2 separate regions of the Hordeum vulgare genome follow, and region 1 is linked to region 2. A link is a contact called in public Hi-C data. All regions are on one chromosome and are shown on one strand. The core of a region is the stretch at or near the end of the contact, and the rest is flanking DNA. Distances in the headings are between cores, read along the strand shown. Region 1 holds the start of LOC123398612 (myb-related protein MYBAS2-like). Region 2 holds the start of LOC123400024 (60S ribosomal protein L8).

Evidence for each region. A called contact is a pair of places that touch in the nucleus more often than the background predicts.
Region 1: a contact with region 2 is called in a Hi-C map of seedling, with 4 times the contacts expected there. The contact joins the promoter of LOC123398612 here to the promoter of LOC123400024 in region 2. A contact is called at or near these places in 2 of 6 Hi-C or Micro-C datasets (leaf and seedling) and 1 of 1 datasets of contacts at active chromatin or transcription factors (embryo).

The regions. Positions count from the first base shown.
Region 1 is chr5H:95,702,750-95,709,907 of MorexV3_pseudomolecules_assembly, reverse strand. It overlaps LOC123398612 (myb-related protein MYBAS2-like), which reads right to left and starts at 1,701. Exons shown (of 5, transcript XM_045093066.1): 1 at 1,529-1,701. The coding sequence starts at 1,686.
Region 2 is chr5H:95,433,712-95,440,374 of MorexV3_pseudomolecules_assembly, reverse strand. It overlaps LOC123400024 (60S ribosomal protein L8), which reads right to left and starts at 5,030. Exons shown (of 2, transcript XM_045094417.1): 1 at 4,525-5,030; 2 at 3,323-3,841. The coding sequence starts at 4,964. The coding sequence ends at 3,496.

The DNA of each region.
Region 1 (7,158 bases), core at 452-2,951, 270 kb before region 2:
ATTATGAGGTAGTTTTGTTTGGTTAGTGTGTGGATTTCATTAGTGCTAGCAGTATATGCCTTTTGGGGCTTACAAGGTACACACGAGTGCTGATGCATTATACTAGTATATTGGTTGTTAATAGTGGGGTGTGGTTTCAAATTCATGAGCTTCATATTTCTTGTTTGCAACTATACCTGAAAGGCTGAAACCTTTTAGCTCTGGTCAAGCCGTCCAGAAAAATAACTTCTAAATCTTGTTGAATATCATATGCCCACCATTATTCATTATTGCGAGTGTTGATAATAAAATCCTTGTTACAACTGTTTAACTACCATCAATTAGGCAATTAGTACTTCCTCCATCCGGGTTTATTACCTCTCCGTTTAACAAATTTTGATCATAAAAATTATACCGTGGGATACCTCTTTCAAGTACAAATCTAATAGTATACTTTTTGTATCATACATATCATATTATTTTAGTCAAATAGATGGTCATAATTTGAGCCAAAATACGAGGCGATCCAATAAAGCCGGACGGAGGAAGTACGAGTAATAGCTAACTGGAATGTACACAGTACTGGCTAGCAAAAAATAAAACATTTGACTCTTGCTGGTGATAGCCATCTGTTATGCTTTTAAATTTCAAATAGAAACGCTGTTTCCTACATAAATAAGTCAGCAAGTATTTAGTGTTCATGACAGTACTGATTTGAAAGCTCCACCAGGCTGCTAGCCAGAACTTCCTATATTTAACTAATGTTAGACCTCTAACTTTGTACAAAACATGGTGATTCTGAAAGCGTAAGCTGCTGCTTTCTTGGTTCCTTTTCTTCTTCTTTGATGGGAATATGGGATGTGATTCTTTCGTGTTTTCACGAGAAAGAAAAGCTGTTGTGCTTATCAACCTTTTGGTGCTTTGATAGACCACCAACGCATAGAACTATAAGCAGTATTTTCTTTTTGTTGATTGATGTGAGAATTCTAGACCTATAATTACAATCAAACTGGATGGATATCCGATGCTCTTGAATCTTGGCATACTATTTTTTTTCTCAACAAAGGGTTTGCAGATTCACTTGTGTTTGGCGAGGCGTTGTGTGAGAGTTCAGGAAACATACGTTGTTTTTTAATGAATCACTTGTGTTATGTGTTTGCTGAGGCACACATGCAACACTGCATTTTCCTACGTAGAGTTGAATCCTGGAAAGTACTAATGCATAATGGTCTGTGCTTAACAGGAAACTGCTGACTGCTTGGACAAATACACATTAATCAGCATTCAACTGAAAACCCCGGCTGTTTTTCCCTTTTATCTGGCTGAAATGAATGACTTTAAATTGATTGGTGAGTATTAATTCTCCTCCCTTTTGATTGTTCGAACTGCAAAAACGCCTTATATATAGGAACAGAGTTACCCCCTCTGTATCAAAATGTTAGACGTTTTTTGACACTGTTATAGTGTAAAAAACGTCTTATATTAAGTTATAGAGGTAGTAGTACTTTGCAGTGCATGAAACATCTAGTGTATTCTGCTAGAATTTTACCTCTTGCTTGCGATTGGAAATGGGAATCTTGGTGAAGTCTCTATCTGGTTTCCTTGGTTTTCTTTTTCTGTCCTCTTGATATGAAAAGCAGTATTGGCCTTTTTGTAAGCCATTATCATTGGCAGAGAGGACACCATCTCACCTTTTTTGTCAGCCATTATCGAGTCTCGGAAAAAAGATCTTACAAGTTGGTATCATAGGCACACCCCAGCACACCTACTACTGCTGAGTGCCTGCACAAACCTGTCCTTGCAAGAAGTGTCCTTCTAGAGCTGTTTGGGCCAAAGCTGAGATCAAGCTTTTTGTGAATCTGTGGTCACAAGCTGACCGTAGCCTTGGACGGATGCCCATCCTTGTGCTTGTGCAGCCGAAGCGATGCACAATGTCCTGGAAGTTTTGAGCATCCTTTTGAATGTTGTTTCAGTGCCGTCAGGTCAACTTGTGCGCCATTAGCGAGCCCTAAGTTACCTCCAAATTATGGCTGCTTTGCTTTATTAAGGAAGATTTTGCCTCCCCAGGACACGTGTTATGCGGCGAAATGATTGAATATTGATCGGGGTGTTAGGGCATGCTGCTCCATTTTAGTTATATGCTTAATGATCCCTGCATCATGTATCTCGCCTTTTTTTTCCATTGCTGCCATCATCCATGCTGAAGCCTGGAAGTGTTTTGCCTGCATCATGCCATGCTCAAAGATTGCTGTGGAGCGTGGCGACCACTTCAGCAGGGCGGTAGGGCCGTGAGAAAATAATTTGATCCACGGGACCTAACTCCTCCATTACTGTACCACCATTTGTTTGCTTCTCTCTGAAAAGCCTGGTTAACAGACGGGAAATGATTTCCTGGCGTGTGGCTCAGCTGTGACAGCCAAAAAGTCACGGAAGAAGCTAGCTCTGGTCCGATGTGGAGGCCACTCACCCACACCACACCCATCTGTGCTGCAGTCCACTTTGGGCTGCTGCTGCTGCTGCGGGGTGGCCTCCTCTCCTCTCAGCGGCCACCACCTTTTTATCTTGGCATCTTGCTTTTGGGAGCCTCCTCCCCTCCCAACACACTGCAGCGCGGCACGCTACTGTTCCGCCCCACTAGTGCAAAGGAGGCCCGTTCGTTGATCTATTTTCCTTTTGATTTCCCCTCCATTTCTTCTGCTTGGTTGTTTTTCTGCTGTGCTGGACCTCTCTCGTGTCCCTATCGCCTGCCGTGTAGGTGACCGCCTCACCCCGCCCGCCTCTTCTTCTTCTGGCAGTGGCAGAATGCACTATCTTTCATCTTCAGGATCGGCCGGTCATCATCGTCGGTGCGAATTTCAATTTCGGTGCCAATCGAGTGCCCCGTGGAAACCTCCGCACGTACAACCGCAATCCTTCTTTCGTGATGACTTCACTATGCCCGTTCCAGAAATTTCTGCTTTGTGCGCGCTGAATTTGTTAGTGGCGAAAACAGTACAGTGGTGACGTGCCTGGAACAGCCCGGTAAGAAGGGTTCAGTAATCTGTTCCTGGCTATGGGATAGCAGTTGAGTGAAATTTCGACAATTCTTAGTGTGTGTCATGTTCCCTTCATGCCACTGTGGCTGGCTGGGCAATGACAAGCTTGTCCATTCTTCATCAATTCGTCTCTCTCTTTATCTCTGAGCCTGCATGCCTGTTTTTTTTTTGCTTTACCGAGACGTTGGTCGACTGTTCAAGGCCCCAAGAGTCAGTCAGGGTCTCGGTGGTCACCATGCCCCCTAAATTTTCTTCTTCTCATACCCTTGTCGTCTATTTCTACATGTGTGCCATGCCATCTTCGATCACATAAAATATTTCTTGCTTTTGGATTTACACAAAGGAAATATTTCTTTCTTTTGGATTTACTAATACAAAGGAAGACGGGGGCACCCTCCTATTGCACGAAACAAACACATAAAGTTGCACCGTTTATCATGTGACTACACAATATTTCCTGCCCTGTTCTTTGATGTATCGGAGAGTAGTCGTTGTACCACTATTTCCAGCTATTCCCTTTTGACAAAACCGTGTCTTGCCAGTTTTCTTCTTCTTTAATCGTGCAAAAGTGATCGTGTGTGATCCCATGAAAGGCCACTTCATATATTCTGATGAAAATGAAGTTTTGGACGTATTATTCCCCCTTTTTCTTCCCCTTTTCTTTTTTTCCTTACTTATTCCTTCCGTAAGCAGCACGGCCACCTGGTAAAAACAAATGGCACAGTCACGCCACAAACTTAGATATATTCGTTTCTTAACCTTGCTGCAACTGGTTGCCGTCATCAGCCATGATGTTTCAGTTGGATTCCCATGGTTTACAAGGAAAACCAACGGCACCCACGTTTCGAACGTCGATTCGCTTCATCCAGATTCGTTGGAAGGGTGGCGAAACTAAGCGTGGTTATTACATTACAGAGTATCTCGGCTAGGCGATTAGAGTGAGAGCGCGCTTGGTATAGGTGTAATTCAATACATGGGTGTAAGTGTATTTTACTGGACATGAGTGTTTTCTGGCTGGAAATTAAACTGCTGGATGGAGGTGTGTATTTATTTTACAAGAAAACGGCATCCTAAGCAGGGCCTGAATGGTAATAGGAGACGAGTTTGTACCCAACGATGTCGCTTGTGGGCGCCCTTGTGGCCGAGTCTAGCAACGCCGACGCTCGTGGGCACCGTACTTTCCTTAAAGGCGTTCTTTTGGCTCTGATCCGACTTCGTTTTCTTGCTCGGCGGAAATTCCTTGATCCGGCTTACGAACCAAGAGGCGGTGGCGTCATGTCTTCGTCCTCGCCTTGGAGCGTTGTCGAGTTGCTCGAGGAGTCCCGATGACGTTGCTCAGTTTGGTGCCGACTACTTGGTGCCGACCACTGTTCTTGGCGTGGGCCTTCGGAGTGCAATGTAGTTCATCTTCGGTGTTCTCTCAACTACGCCTTCTCGTGGACCGTTCAGACCCTCACGTCCACTTGCCCACTTTCTCTTGGCGCATTGGACGGGGTACGTTGGTCTGGATTGTCTCTGGGTCTTGATATTGTTGTAGAGGTCTGTGACACGACTTTATTGCTCTATGGTTTGCCTCATCGCCATTGACATGAGGTTGGTCTAGGTCGAACATGTATGATAGTACATGTGGTGGGTGTGCTTCGTGGATGGGGTTGTTAATCCATGTGATTGGCATTATAATGGCTGAAAGACTTGTATCCGACTTTTTTGGCTCTTCTTCTATCAATATATGATACAAATGTTTGTGTGTATTCTAGAAAAGAAGTTTTTACCCAAGTTCGGCCTCTCATGATCAAGCTAATACCCTACTTCTGTTCGTGTATATTGTGATTGGGGTGTGTATAAAGTTGAAAGTGCACGATGACACTAAATTATATTTTGGTGTGATGAAAACATGGTTAGTGGAACTAATATTGATTTGTATAGTTCATCTCAGTATATTGGTGATCAAGCTGGAGTTGTGTGACCCCCCAATTCAAAAACGCCATGGCATGGCGTACCAACGACTCGAAGGTTTTCATTTTGATTTGATTTGAGTAGTAGGAAAATTCGCACTATCAAGAGGGGTTATCATGGATAGGTGGCATGTGAAAATGACTCCAAAACTTATACACCAGCCCTCCTACACCTACCACCAAAAATCCATATGTAGTGTGCTTTGCTGAGGTGTCATTGGAGCTTCAGCAGAAACTCTTTGGACACCCCATGCGCACGGGGTGCTTGGAAAGTCTGTTGACACCCCATGCGCACGGGGCTAACTTAGCCCATGTGCACGGGGTCCATCAGGCAAAAATCCTCACCCGACCAAGAACACTATAAAAGACCCCTTCTTCCACCTCCAGCCCTCAACCCAGTGTCTTGTTGAGCTCCTCCATTGCTGCACCTCATTTTGCTCAATACTCTTAATCCCTCCACCCAAACTAGTTGAAACTTTGGGGATTGGGTGAAGAAGACCGATCTACACTTTGACCAAACCAAATTCATGTTCCCTACAATATTTGTTCATCATTGACTTGTTACTCTTGGAGCTTGGGCTCTTAGGTGGTTAGAGGTTACTCTGGAAGCTTCCTTGCTTGTGGTGTGCTCCGGAGACGTTTGTAAAGGTGCAGTGGACGCCTTCAAGACTAACTCGAGTAATTTGAGGCTCATCCGTTGGGGGTGACTCAGAAGAGATACGATGAGCCTTTCGTGGCGTTTCACAAGCTTTGGCTTTGACACCGTTCTAAATTGAGGTTAGCTCTTCCCCAAGGAAGAGTGAATTTTGGGATAAAATCCGCGTCCTCGCCTCACTTGTGCTTCATCCTTTCCCGCACTTTACTTTGCTTTATATGATTTTAGGCTTACTAATTACTTTATTGCATAGCATATTTAGCTCTACTTGTGTTTGCCATATATAGGTTGTGTTCACCTAGTTGCATATTTAGTGGATCATATTTATCTGCATATATCTAAAATTGATAAACAAGATTATAATTTGTAGTCTTCTATTCACCCCCTCTATTCACCATATTGATCCTTTCAATTGGTATTAGAACCTCAAGATCATGAGAATGTGAGAGGTGCCGCACCACTTCCGAGAGTTGATCCAAACCTTCCTCCCGCTGCTGCCAAGGTTGTGATACCTCAAGTTGATGATCACGTAGCCCCCACCAACCTGGTTGCCTTTTTAACCGTGGTGGATGTTCTTTCAATTTTTGCAGAGCTCAAAATCGCAATGTTGAAAGAGATTCGTTCCTTGATTAAAGATGAAATTGATGCACACTTAAAGCCATCAACATCTGCATCAAACTCATTTAATCGAATGAGGTATTTGATGTGGATGATTCAAGAGAACCCCTTGCATCTCCGGGATGCACTCAAGTTCCTAGGTACAATGCCACACAACCTTTTTCATTCACCTCGACCCTTGCAACATCCTCACATTAATCATGTTGGGCCTCCTCCCCCTTTGAAAGGCAATGTGTTTGCTAAGTGGAAGCTAGATATGGAGTCTCACATTCGAAGTGCATCTATGCAACTTTGGTGGATTATGGTCAATAGTTTCGACCCCAAGAACCCAACAAATTTCACTCCAAGAGAAGTGGTTGATGATCAACTCAATGCAACCGCTCACAATGATGATGAATCCTTGATGGCTTTCATGAAAAATCTTCATGGTGAATCTCGTGCTTGTTTTGGTGATCTCCTTAAGTCACTTGCCGAATGCGATGACTTTATTGATAACGTTGAAAACCTCCTTATAGAGGAAAAAGAGAGAGTTGAACTCCTCGAGCACAAACTACATGAAGAGAGTACCATGAGAGCATCACTTGAGGAAGCCATATCTGCCCATAACACTAACTTTGTTAAAACCAACGATGCCTTACAAGTTTCTCTTGGGATCAAAGATGTCCCAAAACTTAAAAAATGAAAAGCCTGTACTTGATCACTCTCGACTTGTTGACAAATGTGACCTCATTGCACTCACTGAGTCGTATGCTCAACTCAAGGTTACTACCATGAAGGCTCTCACTTCCATCTATCACATTGATTTAAATGATGAACCTTGTACAACTAACTTTGTTCATGATTGCACCAAGAAGAGAATAAGAAGTTGAAAACCCAAATTGAGAAAGGGCTTGTGTCGTCCAGGGGAGAAAAACCT
Region 2 (6,663 bases), core at 3,781-6,280:
TAGCGGTATTACCGCTAGGGCCAGCGGTACTACCGCCAACTCTAGCGATACTACCGCTAGGTCCAGCGGTACTACCGCTCGCCACTGAAACAGCCATAACTTTCGCATACGAGCTCCGAATCGAGCAAACCCAAGCTTGTTGGATTCAGGACGACAAGAGCTATCCAAATCTTAAGACCATGCAGGTATGAAAATGCCAATGATATAGAGATGTGAGTCCTCTATGAATGAAGAACCGGCAAAAACTCCAACATCGAAAACATCATAGTAGATGCATATGGACTCCGTTTTCGATAAACTCGAGCTTATCACGAAGATGACCATAAGCTCTAAAACTCACAAAGAGAAACACCAAACAAGAACCAAGAAGTATGATGCAAGGATGCAAATGGTTTGAGCTCTCAACGAACGATACGATCAAGCTACTCACTTGAGAGCCCCCCTTGATAGTAAAGCAATCTATCCTAAACAGAAAACCTATCAAGGGCAAACCTATACCTTGCACCTCGTCCTCTTGAGCTAGATGATGATGATCTTGGCTCCCTCAAGATGGACCACCTTTCTTGATTGTGTTGGCTTGATGGAGACTAGTTGATTGCTCCCCCATACTCACTATGGGTGAGCCACTCTTCAGCATATCTTCACAAGTCCATTGCCACCACAATGGACGGCAAGCTTCAAGCATGATATCTTCGTGTTGATCCACTTGAACTTGCACATCGCAATCTTGATGACGATCACAGTCGTCATACTTCATGGGTTGTATGAGATCTTCCCTTTGACGCAAGCCCATGAAACACACCTAACCCCTACATAGAACTCTCACGAAGACCATGGGTTAGTACACAAACACGTAATGGACAATGCTTACCATACCATGGGATCACTTGATCCCTCTCGGTACATCTTGTATGCTTTGTGTGTTGATCATCTTGATTTACTCTTTGTCTAAGATCTTGATCAACCATATGTCTCTATGACCATTCTTTGGATAATACCTTGAATACCATCTTGGTCATCATATAAACTCCTTGAACCCAACAGATGGACTTCAAGAAGTGCCTATGGACAAATCATATAAATGTATCTTAAGGCAACCATTAGTCCATAGAAATTGTCATCCATTACCAAAACCACATATGGAGATATATGCTCTAACACCTGTGCAGTTTTCCCTTGTTCGAGATAGCCTGTGCGAGTGTACTAGTTGTCCTTCCTCCCTGTGTTGAATCTATGTTGACTGGCTGTGAAGTGTTGCGTCTCCGTAGGATTGATTTGGACAATGGATGTTGGGCTAGGCACAGTGTGCCTTGCGTGCGAGGCACGGGATCTCAGTCTGGTAGAAGGGCACGACTTTGCATGCCGCCCCAGAAACACAAGCATGGTCCAGCACGTACTTCGTCACCTAGAACCCCGAAGTCTCTTTTGAACCTTGTAATTATAGAGCTAGTTGAAAATAAACCTTGATCTTAAAATCCCTGAAATTTATACCATGTACTAATGATCCTGATCTCATCCAACCATCTCAATCAGTTTAGACCAATTTGACACACGGGAAAAAAGACAATCCCACTAGGATTACTTCTTACTCTCACTAATTAAGTGGATCCACGCATCATATTCACCTTAACGCTAGGAATGGATCAGAAGCCCTCCGACCATGTGCATGCGTACATGTACGCGTCTAGCCGGCGGCCAAAATCGGTCGAACAACTTGGTGCGTTGGACGTGTGTGTTGTGCTGTGTACTCGTGCATGCATTACATGGAAAGGTGTTTAGCTCTTGTATTATTTGTGTCTGACCGTACTGACCGGTGTGCGACCCACGCCGTTCGCTGCACCGACAAGAGTAGCATGCGGACGCTGCTGTGAATTCCAGTCCTACCGGCAAGACTGCATCGTTTGCCTGCATTCCATGCTCGTGCACAACGACGCCTGCACTCCATGCTCGTGCATAACGACGACCCAGGAAGCAACTCCATTTACATCAACCGGTTACATATGCATGGTTGTACACAACGCATTAGCTCAACCATCGGACACCTCCTGGGATAAGGGGCTTCATGTAACTGTAATCCCTCCCTAGCGGAGCTCGTCTCACCGTCGTCGGCCCTATAATCACACTCGTGGTTGAAGCGATAAACAAAATCACCGACGACGATCAACAATCGTCTTGCCTGTGTACTTGTGTTACAGGAGCAAGCAGCGATTTAACTATCGTGTAGTGCGTGACGTGCTTTTGTGTATATATATGGCTGGCGGCCAATCTACTATGGAGGTTAGCTTTTCTACATTGTTGTGCACGTATTGCATATGCCTGCTTGGGGCGTGAACGAAGACCGTCAGCTTTGCTTCGTCGTTCCGTCGCATATTGGTCGCATATTGCCGAAATGTACAGGGCCAACAGATGGTGGGAGAGGAAAGGTTGGCCATGTCAGGGAAGGAACTTGAGTGATTGATAAATATTGAAGTACCAAAAATGCCCCTAGCTAGTAAATATACTACCAAAAACAGGTGTAGTATTCGCTCATCTGAACACTCCAAATGAACAGCCCATATTGAATTAATGTACCGTAAAAAATATTAGGAGACTTGGAACAACACCTAAGGAACCGGCCGTTCCTAAGCGTTGCAAGGAGAACAAACTCTTTCAACATGTGTAAGTGCAGTCGCGGATCCTGTGTGGGATGGAACTTTTCATCGTGCGCCAAACATCCTGGATCATGAATACGGGGCACAAACTTCAGCGAATTTAAGGTGAAGGTCCAATCTCGACAAACTCTGCAACCTCAAGGTTCAAAACAAACTTCACTCCCTCCTGATTCATACTAGCCGACCAGCATTTGTGTTCCTCCAAAACCAGCGTGTGCATCAGCTTTGCACCAGACAGGATCATGCTGAATTGCTGATTTACCCAGAACAACTCCAGATTCATACTAGCCGACCAGCTTCCTCCAAAACTAAAACCAGCGTATACATCAGCTTACCAGACAGGCTCATGCTGAATTGCTGATTGGCAGCAAATTCTAGCTCTTTGATACTCATGCTGAATTGCTGATTGGCAGCAAATTCTAGCTCTTTGATACTACCCCTCTACCTCGTGAGTTACTTCTCCGACTCAACGGTAACCGGTGAAACACTATGAAACGTAACTAATGTACTAAATCAATGTCTGTGAGAGGTAATGTCATGTCATATCTAGAGTAACGCACAAAAACAAACAATACTACTTTTGGAGATCAAGCAATAGAAGCTTAACTCAAACAAAAACACAACACAAAGAATAAGCACACTGGGCTAACTCAAGTAACCCAACAAACAAATATCCAAGCATAATCTCCTTTATGTGGACTGAAGAATCCAGACCACGGCGAAAACTGATAACAAACATCACCAGGTTACCAAAGTACCGAGCAAAAACGACAACCTTACTGCAATACATGTCCTTGACGGGTAATCTAGAGGCAGCAAACATAGATAAACAGCAATGATAACTCTAAGTGGCCTTGTCGGCCTTCGCAGCAGAGGCGGCAGCCTGGCCTCTAAGACGACCAGTCCTCCTGGCAGCAATGAGACCAACCTTCTGGCCGGGTGGTGCATCACGGCGAACAGTGGAAGCATGACCAATATGCTGGTGGTTACCTCCTCCGTGGGGATGCTCAACAGGGTTCATGGCCACACCACGCACCTTAGGCCAGGAGTTCCTCTTCACACGGTACTTGTGGTAGGCGTTACCAGCCTTCAGCATTGGCTTCTCAGTCCTGCCACCACCAGCAACCTGACCAATCATAGCACGGCAGCTGCTTGGGACGATCTTCTTAGCACCAGAGGGTAGCTTGATCCTGCATAAAGAGAACATGAGCAATGCATCTTAACATTTCTGCAACTGAAGAATTCATCAAAAGGATCAGGCCATCAGGCAACATAAACAAAGATACACCAATCATATATATTCCATTAACATGTAGGATCTTGTACTGACAAGAACTGATAATAGGAAATGGCCCTTGCATTTCTAAACGCTAGATCATGGGCATGTTAGGTCAATCAGAAACAAAAGCAGGATAACAAGAGATCACATATCACATGTCTCTGGTCCAAGGTATAGACTTCTTAGATGCATGCTCAGTTCTAGGAGAACAGAAGAGAAAGCATGCCATGTCCAGTTCTAGGATAACATATCAGAAGAGCATCATATCGCACCAGTTGCAGACTATACAATGAACAGAAGGCATCTCAAGGCTCAGGGACAGAATGTGTATCTAAGAATATGTCTCTGGCAATAAATTAACAAACATATGAAGAACGCACAATCTAAGGTTTCCATTATATAATCAATTAAAGAGAATATCAGAAGCAGTGAACGAGCATATATTCAGATCGCACTATGAGCCAGAGAAGCATTTAATCATTTCCTAACGGAAATCACATACAGCAATCAAATAGCAGTTACTAGCGGGAGAACGTCAGATCTAACCATAGCCTTGTACTTTAGAGAGACGGGTGGGAGGAGAAGGAAGAGTACCTTGAGGTGCCGTTGTCGGGGTTGTGGCTGATGACGATGGCGTAGTCACCGGAGGCCCTGGCGAAGACACCACGGTCGCCGACGTGGTGCTCGACGTTGCAGATGACGCCTCCCTCAGGCACGGACCGGAGGGGGAGGACGTTGCCTACGGAGAGCGTGGCGCGGCGTCCGCAGTAGACGAACTGGCCGGTGTACATACCCTCGGCGGCGACAAATAGCTCCTTCTGGTGCTTGTACCTGAACGGGTGGCGGAAGGTCACCTTGGCCAGCGGCGCACCACGTCCTGGGTCGTGGATGACATCGGTGACGACGCCCTTGAGGTACCCGTTGCGCTCGCCGAAGTCGAGCGACCTGAAGCGGGCGGGGCCCTTGCGGTGGTGGGTGTGGGACTTGAAGACGGAGCCCGCACCCTTACGCTGAGCGCGGATCACGCGACCCATCTCGTCGGCGGCAGCGGCGGAGTGGCGGCGGCGGTGAGGGGAATGGGTGGGCAGCTGGGCTAGGGTTCGAAGAGGAAGAAGAGGGAGCAATATATAGGGTGCGGCACGGGGTTTGTTGTTCGATTACCCTAGGGTGGACGGTCGGGATGGGGGATGGAGGCGCGTCTGGGCCGTTGGATTCGTTTAGGCAGGCAGTAGGACCGCAACGTCAGTGAAATAACTTAGCTGGGCCGTACTGTGAGGGACTGACGAAATGAGGAGTGGACTGGGCTGTCATGGGCCAGTTTGTTAGTATAGTGACAATGAGAGAAATAGGCTGGTAGTAGGCCGAGTTCTCTACTACCATTCTCGCTCCGCCTATTTGTCCCCATCAAACACCGAAGAGGGTTGTGGTGTCGGCAGCGGCCAGCGAACTAGAGCACGCCTTTTGTGTTATGGGTTGAAAAACATATATTTCTTTTTTATTATAAACACCATCCTATATATTAATTTAGAAAAATATTCTTGCCATCATTCATTAAAGCACACACCATCTAGACACTGCTAACAAAAACATCTTTAGAATGGTTATAAAAACTAAAATTCCCAATCTCATGTGTCACTATATTTGCATGTCGATTAGTCTCTAATAGCTTAAAACTTTGAAATAATTTAGTGATACTCAACGCTTCGAAGAACATAATGACTATAGTGGCATATAACATGCTAGTTGAAAATTGACGAACACGTTAGAAAGATGTTTCGTGGCAAGTGGTATAAACAAAAGAGTTGGGGAATTTCTTCAAGAACCCGTAGGAGATCTCGTGTCTAATGTAGTATGAAATTCTTTTGTTGCAATAATATTGGACAAAGTCGCCCTCCACCACACACCATTTGTTCATTTCATGGTATTAATCACTCTAAACCATCACTGCCTACACTTCTCCAATCATGACATATACCTTTGATGCACTTGGTAGTCGGAGTTGATGATTGGGGCTTGATCCTGACCACCTTGTGGTTCCTCCAATGATAACGTTGTCTCGGAGGAGGACCTCGGACAATTGCAAACCGAGCTTGCAACACTCGAAATTATCTCTAGATATTCTTCCTCCCTTCTTCTTGATACTTTGTGAATTAATTATTTTTCTTACTAGAGGATTCTAATTTTCTCCATATAAATGTTGATCGGGAGGGGATACATGCCATCAGCTGGATCGTAGCCTTGGTCATAAATGGCATTCACCAGGAAGTTGCATGTTGGAGCATCATCAATTGCGAGCGTAGCAAAAAGATGAGATCCTTGTAAGACATCGATGTCATCGTGAGAGTGGAGCAAGCCAAAGTAGTAATGTGAGATCCACAAGTCCTCAAGGCAACCACTCCCACATCAGTAGTTGGATCATGACAACGCACAATGAACTAGCCAAGCCATGCTACATGAAAATTCTTTCACCTCCAATGCATACAGCGAGTGCTCTCAAGCATCCCATGCAAGCCATGTTTTACTGATTATGTCCTCGTGTGGGATGCTCATATATATTGAGCTAACACTTTTATGCATTTTGGCCCATTCAAAGATACACATCAACCATATCTTTAGGAGTGCCATATATGATCACGTGAAGTGTTGCAGTCACCTTCTTGAAATAAGAAAAAACTAGTAGACCAACTACCTTCCTTCGTGATGTTTCATGAAATGCTTCAAAGTGTATAACAT